Linked DNA regions of Gossypium hirsutum: region 1 is linked to region 2. The links are chromatin contacts, called in public Hi-C maps. All regions are on one chromosome and are shown on one strand. Each heading gives the region's core, a stretch centred on a gene start, on an enhancer-like site or on the middle of the called end of the contact. The rest is flanking DNA. Distances are from core to core; before and after follow the strand shown.

Evidence for each region. Hi-C and Micro-C count contacts between places; a contact is called where the count stands out from the background.
Region 1: a Hi-C map of leaf shows a contact between it and region 2, with 1.5 times the contacts expected there. The contact joins the promoter of LOC107922614 here to the promoter of LOC107921198 in region 2. A contact is called at or near these places in 2 of 34 Hi-C or Micro-C datasets (leaf and petal).

The regions. Positions count from the first base shown.
Region 1 is chrD01:26,686,106-26,692,445 of Gossypium_hirsutum_v2.1, forward strand. It overlaps LOC107922614 (SEC12-like protein 1), which reads right to left and starts at 3,326. Exons shown (of 10, transcript XM_016852725.2): 1 at 2,847-3,326; 2 at 2,176-2,276; 3 at 1,412-1,544; 4 at 1,239-1,330; 5 at 805-904; 6 at 643-715; 7 at 439-559. The coding sequence starts at 3,260.
Region 2 is chrD01:26,344,185-26,351,288 of Gossypium_hirsutum_v2.1, forward strand. It overlaps LOC107921198, which reads right to left and starts at 1,921. Exons shown (of 4, transcript XR_001690968.2): 1 at 1,787-1,921; 2 at 1,345-1,582; 3 at 201-376. It overlaps LOC121214325 (small nucleolar RNA R71), which reads left to right and starts at 6,482; the gene lies at 6,482-6,587.

The DNA.
Region 1 (6,340 bases), core at 2,076-4,575, 340 kb after region 2:
TGGGAGTACTCTAAGAAAAATGAAGAGTCAGAGCAGCATAAATCCTGACTATTCCGCCCTTCCCTCTTTCTCCAACTCTTCATTCATTTTCATCTGTCCCTGCTCGATTCTCTTCATGAGAACCCAGCCAAGTAAAAACAAATACACAGATGACATGTATATCAAGTATTGACACACAGACACATCTACACCACACAATTCACACCTTCAGCTACAATATAACCATGGAAATAGAACTCTTAAATATATAAAACTGTTTCCAGCACAAATTTCTGCAGTGAGAAAAACATGAATCGGGAATAGGTTTGAAAATAAATACTATTAAGAAATTGACATTTTCAAACAGTCAAACCAAAAGCAACGATGTACATTTTGTTATTTCCAAACACGAACCTTTGATAGAAGCCGAAAATCCATAAGGCAAAGCTGAATACTTACAGAGCAAGATATTTTCCATCCAGGCTAACAGACATAACAGAAGCAGGCTTTCCGAGTAATCTTTTATGCCCAATTTTATTCCACGTGCTTATGTCATAAACTGCAGTAACTGCTTTATCACCTGTCAAAAGAAAGCATAGAACTTTCATAAAAGTGAAACATTAACAGAAGGTAAATTGTTTACAAGAAACAAAACATGCATACCCCTTTGAACAGTGCAAAACAAAAATGGTTTTGTCCCATCCTTGGAGAACCGACATAATTCAATCTTTTCATCCTACAAGATGAGGCATTACCAAAAAAATTGTCAGGAAGACTGAAAGCTGCAGTATTCAACAAGAAACTGCTTAGTTAAAGAAATGGCACCGAGTTGCGAGCTAAAGTCATCAAAGGAACACCATCTTCTGTCTTCCATATTCTTGCAGAACCATCAGTTGATGTTGAAGCTAAGAACTCAGAATCTAGGCTAGAATATGACAAACAGATCAGACCAAATTCAAAAGTTAGGTTGGAAACCAAATTGAGATTAATCAATTTAGGAAAATATACTTTATGATTCATGTTTTTACCAAAATCCATAGATGAACAAAAAGATATTCAGACCATTTTCGAATGGTTATTTGATAATTGAAGAGCAAATAAGTCTTATAACACTTATCTTGTCAATAACATTTTTATAGAGTAATTAGATTATTGCATTTTAAAAAGAAATAGAAACTTAAATAATTTAAGATTGTATGAAAAATAATGAGCAAAAAATATTTTCTGCATGATTGCATACAGATAGGCTCGATTGTTACCTAAAATCCATATCTCGAAAGGATTTATGCGCTCTTACTTCATCTACAATGATGCGTAGAGTTGGCCATTCCAAGATTCTAAGCCGTCCATCCTATTGTTAATCAATATTAGAAGTTAACAACACGAAAAAAAAACCCACAAAATATTGATTAAATTCCAAGCAACTACTTACCACCCCACCAGCAGCAAATCTAGAACCATCAACACTGAAAGCTAGGCATTTTTGCGGGCCCGCATCTAGGAGAGGAGGTAATTCTTTGGTGGACAGCTGTAAATGTGTTTCTTGACCATACAACTCAAACAACCTGCATATTACAAGAAATATCTCATTCTATAAGAACATTATGCCTGAAAATTATAGCTATAATAATCATCAATCTGAAAATTTTCAAAATTTCCCCTGTTTCCCTGGTCACAATGCATAAAAGCAATTGTTCAACTCCTCTTCTACCCAACACTCCCCAGTCCCCAGTTAAATACATGCATATATATATATGTATGTATGTATCTCACTTTTTTCCATCCAACAGCTCCAAAGCCAAAAAAGGGAAACCTTGTGCAAGCTATATGATGACTATGCTCAAGATGGAAAAATCCCAATCTCTCCATGACCTTACTTAAACTAATAAAAACAGAGAGAAATCCAAAGCAGAAGTTCCCCAAAAGGCCAAAACATACAACAAAACCACTAGTCACAGACTTAATCAGCAAATTCCCATACACAACTTGCCCAACCTCAGACATGATTTCAATCTCATAAACAGATTAAACAAAATTTCTTATAACTTCAATAAAACAGCATCCTAATATTCATCAAGAAGCATTTTGTAGTGATATTAATTAATACTTACAAAAATTGACTACTAGCAAGTTTTTGAGCTATGGCAATAAACAAGTAAAAAAACCAGTGTAATAAAAGGAAAAGAAAGAACTTACTTGCAGCCTCCATTAGTGGTAGAGCAAACAAAACAATCTCCACTTGGGTGCACTGCAATGGTTATTGGATCACCATCACTTTCTTCAAGCTCATGCCTAGCCTAATATAACAAATGTAAATATATAAACATCAAGTCCAACTAACTAATATAAAAAATAAATCAAATAACATAAACCAGACAATGACTCTTTTTGTAGTTATACAAAAACAATGCTTCCCTTTTTAGAAAAAAAATTAAAAGAACTCTAAACTATTCCACTTTTCTTAAGTAAGGCTATAGCTTTTATTGTATCAAAATAATTTATCTTCAAGGTATAAAATTTAAAGTCAAGCACTAATTTGGTGCAACAATAAAGTTATTTTAGCCTAAAAAATTATACAACAATGAAGTCAGAAAAGTAAATTTTCTTCTACAATGAAGAAAACAAGAAAACCCCATGAAAATTGTTTCTTCAATTAAAATAAATTTAATAATAAATAAATAAAAAACCATCCCCCCCCCTTTAAAATTGGAGGGAGAATTGCCACAGTCATCCAAAAAAACCCTGAAAACGACAACCTCGTTTGCTTAAAAGAATAAAAACCCTACTTCCAGAAAACCAAAAATGGAAACCCCAATTCCATAATTTAAAAAAGAAAAAGCAAACTTTTTAATTTTGTGATAACTTACCAACGGAGACGAAGAGAGAGAAGTGGTGTTGGGATCAAAAGGGAAAATCTCAATAACTGAAGAAGAAGAAGAAGTGGGTCGGGTCATTATCCGGGCCAAGACAACCCAATTGACGTTTTCGGGTCGACGGATCCATGACCCACACGAGACGGACCCACCTGCTTCACCTTCCATTGAAGAAGAAATGAAAGATATTTTTAGTTTTAGATATTTAAAATTTTGCTGGGTTTTGGAACGGTTGAAGAAGAAATTTATAAAAAGTAGGAGTCTTTGGGAAAGAAAATATAGTAAGGTGGGAGCAGGACAAAGCGAGAGAGGTACAAGGCTAACAAAGCGTATCCGGTTGTGGATTTTGGGGGGTGGATCCCACAGCAAGGTATTTTGGAAGCCCCGCCTCGCCTGTTTTACCAACATAAACAAAAGTCAACTCCGTTTTGAGAGTTTGGTTTTGGATATGCGAATCATCATCCCATATGATTCTGCCCAATTGGTGGACAATGTTTTCTTTTTCTTTTCTCTTTTTTTTTTTTAAACAAGGTTGGTTTTCTCTATTTTTTTATAATTTTATAAATTTTTAAATATTTAGATATTTAATCATTAGTCCGATTTTAGAAAAATATTGTTTTAAACTACTTTTATGGGTTATATTTATTAAATTTGATTATAAAAATAAGGTTTGATATATAATTTGGCATTTTTATTGTGGTATATGTATTTCATAAAAAAATTATATTTTGGTATTCAATTTTGGTTTTAAAATTAATTTTATGAAAGTTAATAGCTAACCGTGTTAGTTTTGAATTTTTATGATTTTGTTAATAGAATAGATTTAGTGTTAATTGCGAATTCATTTAATTTATATTTGTTTTTTTTGTTAAATGCATTCTAATAGTAGAGATTTCAGGTTGATTTGATAAAAGTTAATTATTAATATTATTAGTTAATTATGAATTTTTATCATCTTTAAAATCTGAATTAAACACTAAAAAATTAACATAATTATCTTCACATATCAAAATGTATAAATTTTTTTTATCAAATACAAGTATTACAAAAAGGATTAAAAGACATTAATACCATATTAAATATAATGACAAATTCAAATATTAAATAAAATGTTAAACCGAAAAAAGAGAGTAAAATCTTAGATATCAAATTGAATATTAGATAAATAATAATTTTCTACTCGACATTTGATAACAAGATTAATTTATAATTTGTTAAAAGAAGAAATTAAAATTGACATTATTGAGTAAGTGCAAGTATGAAAATTTTATTGGGTTTGAACAAAGCATTCTCCAATAGTGTAAACAGAATATTAAGATGATCACCTATCACATCAATTGACTAAAATGGTAATGAAATAGTACAATTTTCCATTGGTATTACTTTAGTAGTCCAAATGTATTTCCATATCCTCACTCCATATGATTGTAAGTTTTGGTTGGGTGAGAAAACATTATAAACTAATAAGATACTAAGTATAAAAAATTTACAAGAGTTTAATTGATTTTTTTTAAATGTTTGAGGGCCTTTTATACCATTAAGTCTTATTTAATTTACTCATAAATTTTAGTACGGTAAAGTCATCATGATTTTAGTGGAATTATAATTGAGTGAATTAATTAAATTTATTTTAATCAATTAGTTAAATAATATTTTGGGAATAGAAGATTAGTTATTGGGTTAGATAACTTATATGAGCTGGTTTAAGGTCCAAATAACATATATAATTGTACCCAATACATGAAACATGTCTAATAGTCCATTTAATACATGATGGGTGCAAATCCTAGTCCCAAAAAGGGGTGACACCGGGATGGCGTCGCCCAGTTTATATAGTCCTAGTGGGACTATGTATTTTTTATTAAAATAATATTATTTTTTCCCCTCTTGTTCAACTAGATCTCGTGTTTTTTCTCTATAAATAGAGACTATGAGTTAGGTCAAAATATACCATAGTAAGGTTGTTACATTTTATAGTGATATTTATTCTACAAATAAATTATATTTTTCGAGAGATCAACTTAAGCTTCTAGCTCATATAGAGAAATTGATATTCCTACTCGACTATCAATAACTTTTCATTGTGTGAAATAGGTTTAGTGTAATTAGAGCTCACTCTCTAAGCAAACTAAGGGTATGAGAATAGCAGAGTGTTGGATTTAATGCCCTAAGTGTAGTTTTTTTCGTCTAAGTACACTCGTAGTTTTTTCAAACAGATTGGTTAATAAAACAAATTTATTAATTACATTAATATACTTTGTATAATTGTCCTCAAATGGTTTTTGCACGCAAAGAAAAATGGAAGAAAATATATAAGAAATCGAAAGACAACTAATACTAATCGGTATTACACGGTCGAATCGTAGTATGGAAAGACAGCTTGTATTAGTAGATGAATCTAAACATGTCCTTAGTCTAATCGAAAATGAGTAAACCGATTGAAAGACTAATATGTCATCTATCAAGTCCAATTGGAGAGATGTCTTATCTTGGGCATCTGAGTGGATGACTCCCAGAAGATAGAGACATAGATGTGACTGACTAGACTGATAGTGCATCAAACAGGACCCAAGTAGAATATATCCTGAATCCGTTTATAGATTTATTCACTTGTGACATTCATAGTGTGACATACCTAAATCCCAAGTGGATTGTGGACTATGTATGTATGACTTATACACTTTGATGTAAGTAAAAAAACTGAGTTCAAATAAATAAGGAATCGAAAGTTGGTGCATTGAGTGTACGACTTTTGTAGTATGTAGCATCATTCACAATAGTGGAATTCATAGTCCAAAATATGGGTAAATGATATCCTCTCGTTGGAATTACATAGTTGATGAAAAGTAAACGTGGCCACGAGTTTTCTGTCTTTGTGATGGATGACTTGATTACTATTTGATAGTGATTGACTTTTCATGAAGGAAGATGTAATGGTTACCATGAGATAAAGTAAAATCATATTGGAAGAACAAATATTATCCCAAAAAGATTAAGGACATCCGATGAGGGCAACACACTAATGACAAGGTAATGGGACGAGCATTAATTATTTGCTTTCGTAATGGTATGTCGTTGGGGAGAGCTCAGTCATGATAATATAGTGGAATGACTTTGTGACTAAATAAGTTTATAATTAATAAGCGAAAAGTCAGAACTTAATTATAAATCATTTGAGAATCATCTAAGCCTCATTACATATGTTCAATCTGTCCCTTCGCTAGCTCGTTGAAACCAAAAATGAATTGCATGTTTGAATAAAAATGAACAGAATGAATAGAAAAAGAGAAATGGGAACATTAAGAAATTATTATGGTTTTCTCTGAAATAGAGAAATGGAATCATTTGGAAATGAATATGGGTCTCCAAAAATGAAAATGGAAATTTGCAATCCTATATAGGATTACTTAAAAAATGACGGAAGAATGAGTTTATGTTTTTGGACTATTTTGAAGCCTGAAAATGAAAATAAATCATTCGGTCCTAGT
Region 2 (7,104 bases), core at 671-3,170:
CAGGAAAATTACTGTTGGGAAATCGAAATATATGAAAGCCAAACTCAAACAAGAGGACTATGCTCACGATGAAAACCTCGTTACTGTCAAGAGTTTCGATTAAAAAATACAACACATCATGCAGAACATCTTGGATAAAGATAAATCAAGAATTTGTCTCGTAAAAACTAACATATGAATTATATGAAATAAAATGATACCTGATGAAGAATTTTATTCTCCCCTAGACAAATAATAAGATGAAAATTATTATCCACCGACATCAAGGCTGATAAACCTCAGGAAGCTTGAGACCAACACTTGCAGCTGATTTTCCAAGTAATCTTTTCATTTCATCTGACCTATCAACCGCTATGTTGTATGAGAACAATAAGTCCTGCCAAATAAGTAGCAAAACCGGAAGCAAATCACATTCATTTCTTTCGGGAAACTTCTTGCATTCAAAAGCACAAAAATGAAGCATTGGTAGGTAGCATGGATTGATACAAGTTACCATAGTCCATACAAGCAGCATGAGAAAAAAAAAACAGGGACACTATAGCTATATTCCCATTAGAAAAACCAATGAACAAGCATCTTAAAGCCTTCTATTAATCCTTGGCCAAAAAGAAAGGCTTGTTTCAATCTTAGAAAAACCATGTCACATTCCCATAACATATCATCCAATATGTTTGGATATGGACATGAAGATATAGCCTTCCTAGAACCATCCGTAGAAAAAGTTTTTAAAAAATTGAATATACCTGTGTTAGGCACAAAACCCGATTCCAACACTCACACCAGAGTCCACAGTCTAACAAGCAACAGTCAATGCTAAACTAGGAGAAATAGACTCCTTTTGATTACTAGTTTTGCAGTTTTAGCTTTTATTTTATGAAAAATAAAGTTGTTGAGGATTAGACCCTCAAAAATTCAATATTGTCCCCGGTAGTTTTGTCTCCCAACTCAGCTGAGAGCCTTATAGCTTATGAGCTTGAGTCCAACTGTGAGCAAACTCTTCAATTTGTGCATGGTTTCATTCTGAAACGCTCTCACTCTATGAGGCCACCAAGGCTTTCGGCAAAGTCAAGAGACAACACCCCAACCGAAGACAATACTTGACTTGTGTGATGTATCCCTTGGACTCGTAGGGCTCTTGGCAGAGCCGAAGCGCATCAAAAAAAGCAAAGGGCTTTTAAATATAAAAATAAACATCTTTGGATAATTAGAAGTAAAAAGATATCATCTTTTGTAACTAAGAAAATGCATAATATTACTTATATCAACAATTAGATGTTGTATAAACCTAGCAGACAAAATAAGATATGTGAATCTAAAACCAAAGCAATGAAACATAGCAATTACCTTGTGATGATGCACACTGTTAAGCAAATAAGTATAATCATTGGCAAGCTTAATTCTTTGAGCAACTAAAGAAGGGTCTGAAAGTTGACTGTTTTTCCTAAATTGCTCTGCTATATACTGGCTAAAATGCTTTTTATACTCTTCTTTTCCAATGTGGTTTTTCACTGCTTTAAGAAGGACACGATATACTTTGAATGCTTCCATAGCTTGTTGAGAACCCATTTTCAAGCCCTTTAATCTGAAAAGAAACAAGCAAAAGACTTTGCAATGTCAAAACTAAGCAATGTCGACACTAACTCTCTCTCTTAGGCATTTCATCGAACAGTATGCAGGTATCAATGTCTGATTGAAATCTAGTATTTACCAATTGTACTTTTGAAATAAACCCAGAATTAGAAATGCACTAAACTAAAGATTAAAGCGCAAAAACATGAAAGACTACCTATAATCAAGGTCCCAAGGTGATAACTGATGAGGGAGTTACCCTCTATTCGATGAGAGTTTTTCGGGGGGTTTTTTTTTCCTGCTTTAATATTTATATTAGATTTGCAATTCTCGTTTGTTTGGTCTAATTTAGGTTTCAGTCCCTTTACTCTTTGCTCATTTAAAATTTAATCTCTATCCTTTTAATCTCGAAATTTTTTTGGCATAATGGTTAAATTAACCCCTAATATTTACCCCATTTTTCAATTTGGTCCTAACTCTCAAAATTTAATCAAATTTCATTTTTCTAGATGGAAAAGTTGACTAAACCATAAAAATTTTAGCAAACTAACGTGACAACTCATGCCAGAATTCACATGTACTTCATAAAAATATTTAAAAAAATAAAAATTATTAAATAATTCAACAAATTTCCAATAGGTTATAATTTTTAAAAAAATATATATGTATGACATCAATGAAGTATATGTAAACTGCCATGCAAGATGCCACGTCAACTTCTCTAAAAATGTTAACAATTTAATAAAATTTTCCTTCCCAAACAAAGAAATTTGACTAAAATTTGAAACTTAAGGTTAAAGTAATAAAAAAATAGAACCCATTAGCAAAATGGATAAATGTTAGGAGCTAAATTTGTCGTTATGCAACAAAGCTCTCTAAAAAACTCTCCCCAAAATTCGTTATCAAATCTCACACAACAGATATATCTATGAAATCTTTAAATAATGTTACAAAGACCCATTAAATAGGCTAAATACGGAGTGTTAATAAAATTAAAATATCATAGATTAATCAGAGTTCAACTAGGAAAAGATTGCAGAGTTTAATTAGGAAAAGAAACCCGATATTTGTGGGAACACATTGCGACGTCGTCTCTGCTTCACTATTTCAAACGTTGTCGCGTCAGACCTGTTTTGGGCCTTCATCGGTTGCTCGTCGATTGTCTTTCTAATTACCTGCAAAAAGTTCGATACATGCAAGGCATACCCACCACGTAGAGTTTAAACCTTGGTATTTGGGTGCCAACAAAATGCCTTATTGCTTACTTATTTTGTTAGCAAAATTTAGTGTAAAATATATTTTAAATTAAACAAATTAGTGTAAAATATTTTAAATATTGTCAACATTAAAAGATAATTGTTAAAAATATATTTCATATTTAAAAATTTACTAATGCACTTTTTGATAAAGTGTTGAAAAATTTCTATCAATTAAGAATTAATATTTTCAGCAACTTAATTTTTTAAACACCTACAATGAAAACTGCTAGATAAATTTTATTCTACAAAGAAAAATAATAGAAAATTACAATTAATTCTTGCTGCTTGAAGCCATCTTCCTACTAAATTTAACATAAATGACCAATAAAAAATACTAAAATAAAAAAATTGTAAAACAAAAATTAATTTATAATATTTACAAATTTAATTGAAATTTGATGGTTTAAAAATTATGTATTGCCACCAGAACCGTCCGATAACTCATTGAGTTCTACAATCGAATTTTTTTGCCTCTATTGATCATCACAGTCCGTCCAACATAGTCCCTTCCAACCGGGATCTTTCCATTTGTCCCGCTCCTTCGAATTTAGCTTACTTGCACTTACACAAGTACCTTCAATCAAGGTTGTTAGGGGTTATATTGAATAAAATGAAACATTCCTCCCCTAGTAATCTCTCACTTTGGGAATCATGACTGCATTTGAACACTTTTATTTCACCATCGATTTTCATTATTAATTCACTTTTTTCGAGATCGATGGTCGATATAGATGTGGCCAAAAATGGTCTGCCCAACAGAATATAGATCTTTTGATTTTCCTCAAATTCGAAGACTACAAAATCTATCAGGATTATGAAGCCTCTCACTTTTAACTAATACGTCCTCTAGCACACCTTTTGAGCGTACTAGGGACCTATCGACTAACTGTAGTGTTATCGAAGTATTTTTTAACTCTCCTAATCCAAGTTTCTAATAGATTGATCGAGGCATTAAATTAATATTGGCACCTGAATCACAAAGAGCCTTATTGAAATGCTTATCCCCTATCTCTACTGGAGTTGTAAAACTACCCGGATCCTTTAATTTTGGGGGTATCTTTTTCGTGATGATAGCATTACATAAGGCGTCAATATTGATTTGCTCACTCTTTTTCAATTTCTTATGCCTTGCCATAATTTCCTTTAGGTACTTAGCATATTTCGGGATTTTATCAATGAGTTCTAAGAGTGACAAATTAACATTGAGGGATTTAAACAAGTTAAGAAAACTTACAAAATCTGCCTCTTCCCTCCTCTGTTTGTCCTTTAACCTTGACAGGAATGGTACATTTGTTGTGCTCAGCTTTGAAATTGCTGACTCAACCATCATTTTCGCTATTTCTTCGATTGGATCTTTATGCTTGGTTTCCTCCACAAGCTTATCAACAAACTCGGATACAACCTCTTCTTCATGTATGGGTGTACTTGGGTTATCAAGTGTCTTACTTGATCGCAAGGTGATCACTGTTGCGCGTAAAATAACTATTACAATTGTGCAAGTGTACACGCTATTCAAGTAATAAAGTGATAAGTAAGTATCGTCTCCACAAGGATCGGAAACTGGTAAGAAATTGAGTACATTAAATATTAGGAAATAATCTCAGAGTGAATAAGAAACTTGACTAATGAATTACTGAAATTAAATGATAAAGAACAAAGAATTGATATGGCAAATAAAATGATGTGGCAATTCAATTCACAGAGAATATCAAGAGTATTTATGTTGTTGAATGAATAGGGTTGGAATTATTTAGGTGAAATGTTCATATCAAAATTATGCCATGGCAAAATATTGCCTAATCTACTGCCCAGAGATTCGCTATTGCGATCTGCCTCTTTCGGTAGCTAGATCTCAAGCTAAAAATCTAAGTTCATGTACGTCTACAGAACTTGGGATTGATAACTGCAATGAACGTCCTCTCTATACAACTTGCAACATCTATGTCTAGAGTGCTACGAATATTCTGTCGAGTAGTCGCTTGCATCAAACGATTCAAGATCCAATATTTTTAACCTTTTCAGAATTAAATACATCTAAGAACACACCATACATTCAATTATGTTTAGAGCTTGCATGCATGTATTTAAAATAAGCATAAATCAAATGTAACAGTGATATAGACAATCTCAAATCCTAGGCATTAAAAATGATAAAACATTCACCCAAACAACTCCAACCCATAAAAGACTTAGTTCATTGGTGGAAAAGTAAACATCAAAATAGAATCATTCATCAATATTTCTCAAATAATTTTGAATCACAGAAATTTGAATCTAGAAAATAAAGGCAGAACTGCAGGAAGTTATTTCCACACTCCTTCTCCTCTTAGTTCTTTAGATTGCTCGTGAATCTAGGATAAATTTCTCTTCCCCTTCCTCACATCTGTATTCTGCTCTCTTCTAAGCTTCCACCCTTTTCTTTTTCTGGAATTCTCCAATGGAGTTCTTCTTTGTGCAGAGAGAAAATTACTATCACCAATCTCTTTCTCACACTAATTCTCCCCCTGTTTCTTCTTCTCTTTCCTCTTTTATTGGGTGGATTCGTCCCTCTCAGCACAAATTTGTTTATACTCTTTTTTAGGGTGGTTTTTCTGGTACACGTCCAACTGGCTGAGAGTGACATGGATAGAGTACTGAGTCATCTACCTATAATTGCCATGGCAATTGTGTTGACAATCAATCTCACCATTTGCCACAGTAATGTTTCACTTCCCTTATTTTCTTTCTACATCCTCTTTATCCTCTTCTTCTACCTGCACCTGTGTCCAACCACAACCACAACTTTTCCTTCCCCAAGTAATAAAAGTAATAACTGATGAACAATATAGCGCAATCCAAGCTTTGTTATGCAATGTTCTAAAATTATCCTAAAAATGTAGATGTATTTACTTAATTTCAAATAATTAATTCTATCTAGAAGCCTAAAATATAACTCTTTTCAAGAGTTATCAATCACTACATACTCCTTCCTACCTCTCCGAGGGTTATTCTCAGTGTTACTGGGGATGCCTTGAATAATTTGTTTTTGTAACAAACCCATTATTTGGCGTATCTACTCTTTTATGTCGTTTATCTCCGCTCAGGTTTGAGTACATTATGAATGTATGACTTGCATCTCCACTTTGATTTGATCTAATCGTTGACCACATATAATGCGGTCATTTCCCATAGGTTTCTCTTGAGGTATTTGTAAATGCAGAGGTTGGTATGAAGGGTTAGGTCTATTTTGCCATTGGTTTCCTCCTTCTTTATTACCTCCCTAATTGAGATTTCGGTGATCCTTCCAACTGGGATTATACATGTTTGAATAGGGATTTCCACTTCTATTACCTATATAGCTCACCTCATACGGTTGGTTTTTCGAGTATGAATCCACTCTCACAGGCTTGATAGTCGTCTCCAAATGGTTCAACTTATCTAAAATTTATTGGTATTTATCTTGTTCACAGATCGCTTTCATTGTTGGAGGCTTTGGTTTGCACGTGAATCTCTCATTCAACCACATATACGAGTTCATGGTCATGTCACTTATAATTTGACATGCTCGCTCATAAGTATGGTGTATAAGAGATCCTCTGGCTGCTCCTTCTATGTCAGACTTGATGTTGCTATCTACACCATGATAGAATACCTAAATTTGAAGCCACTCTTGCAATCCATGGTGAGGGCACTTTTGTAGCACTGATCTGAAACACTCTCATGCATTGTATAGTGTTTCACCTTCAAATTGCTTGAAGTTGGCAATATCACGTCTAAGCTGGATGGTTCTACTGATAGGGAAAAATTTATGTAGAAATTTTTCTACTAACTCGTCCCATGTGGTTATGTGTTTGACCATCGATATGTCTTGTGGCGCAGTAGAAAAATTATTCTGACAATCATCAACCATGAATCCATGTACGAGGAATGAATCGAGTTGAAATAGGGTTGAAGATATACCTCTTAAAATTAAAAAATGACGAATAACGTTGTTGGTTGAAATCCTTTGTGCGATGTCAGTCCTAGCCACAACAAAGTGTCTTGGCCTCTATGTAGTCCACCCAGTTAAGAATGAAAAACAAAACTCTTTGAACTTTTTGGCTGCTAGGCCTCGTTTGATTTTCTTACTCACACTACATAATCTGGGATTGTATTCTTTTTATTAATATCATGTATATTAAAAATAAAATAATTCCCCTTTTACTTTTTAGAGAAAATCATAGAAGAAATTGAAATTATATTATTTCCAAAACAATACTAACTTCCATAAATATTAACTCTAGAAAGATATTGCGAA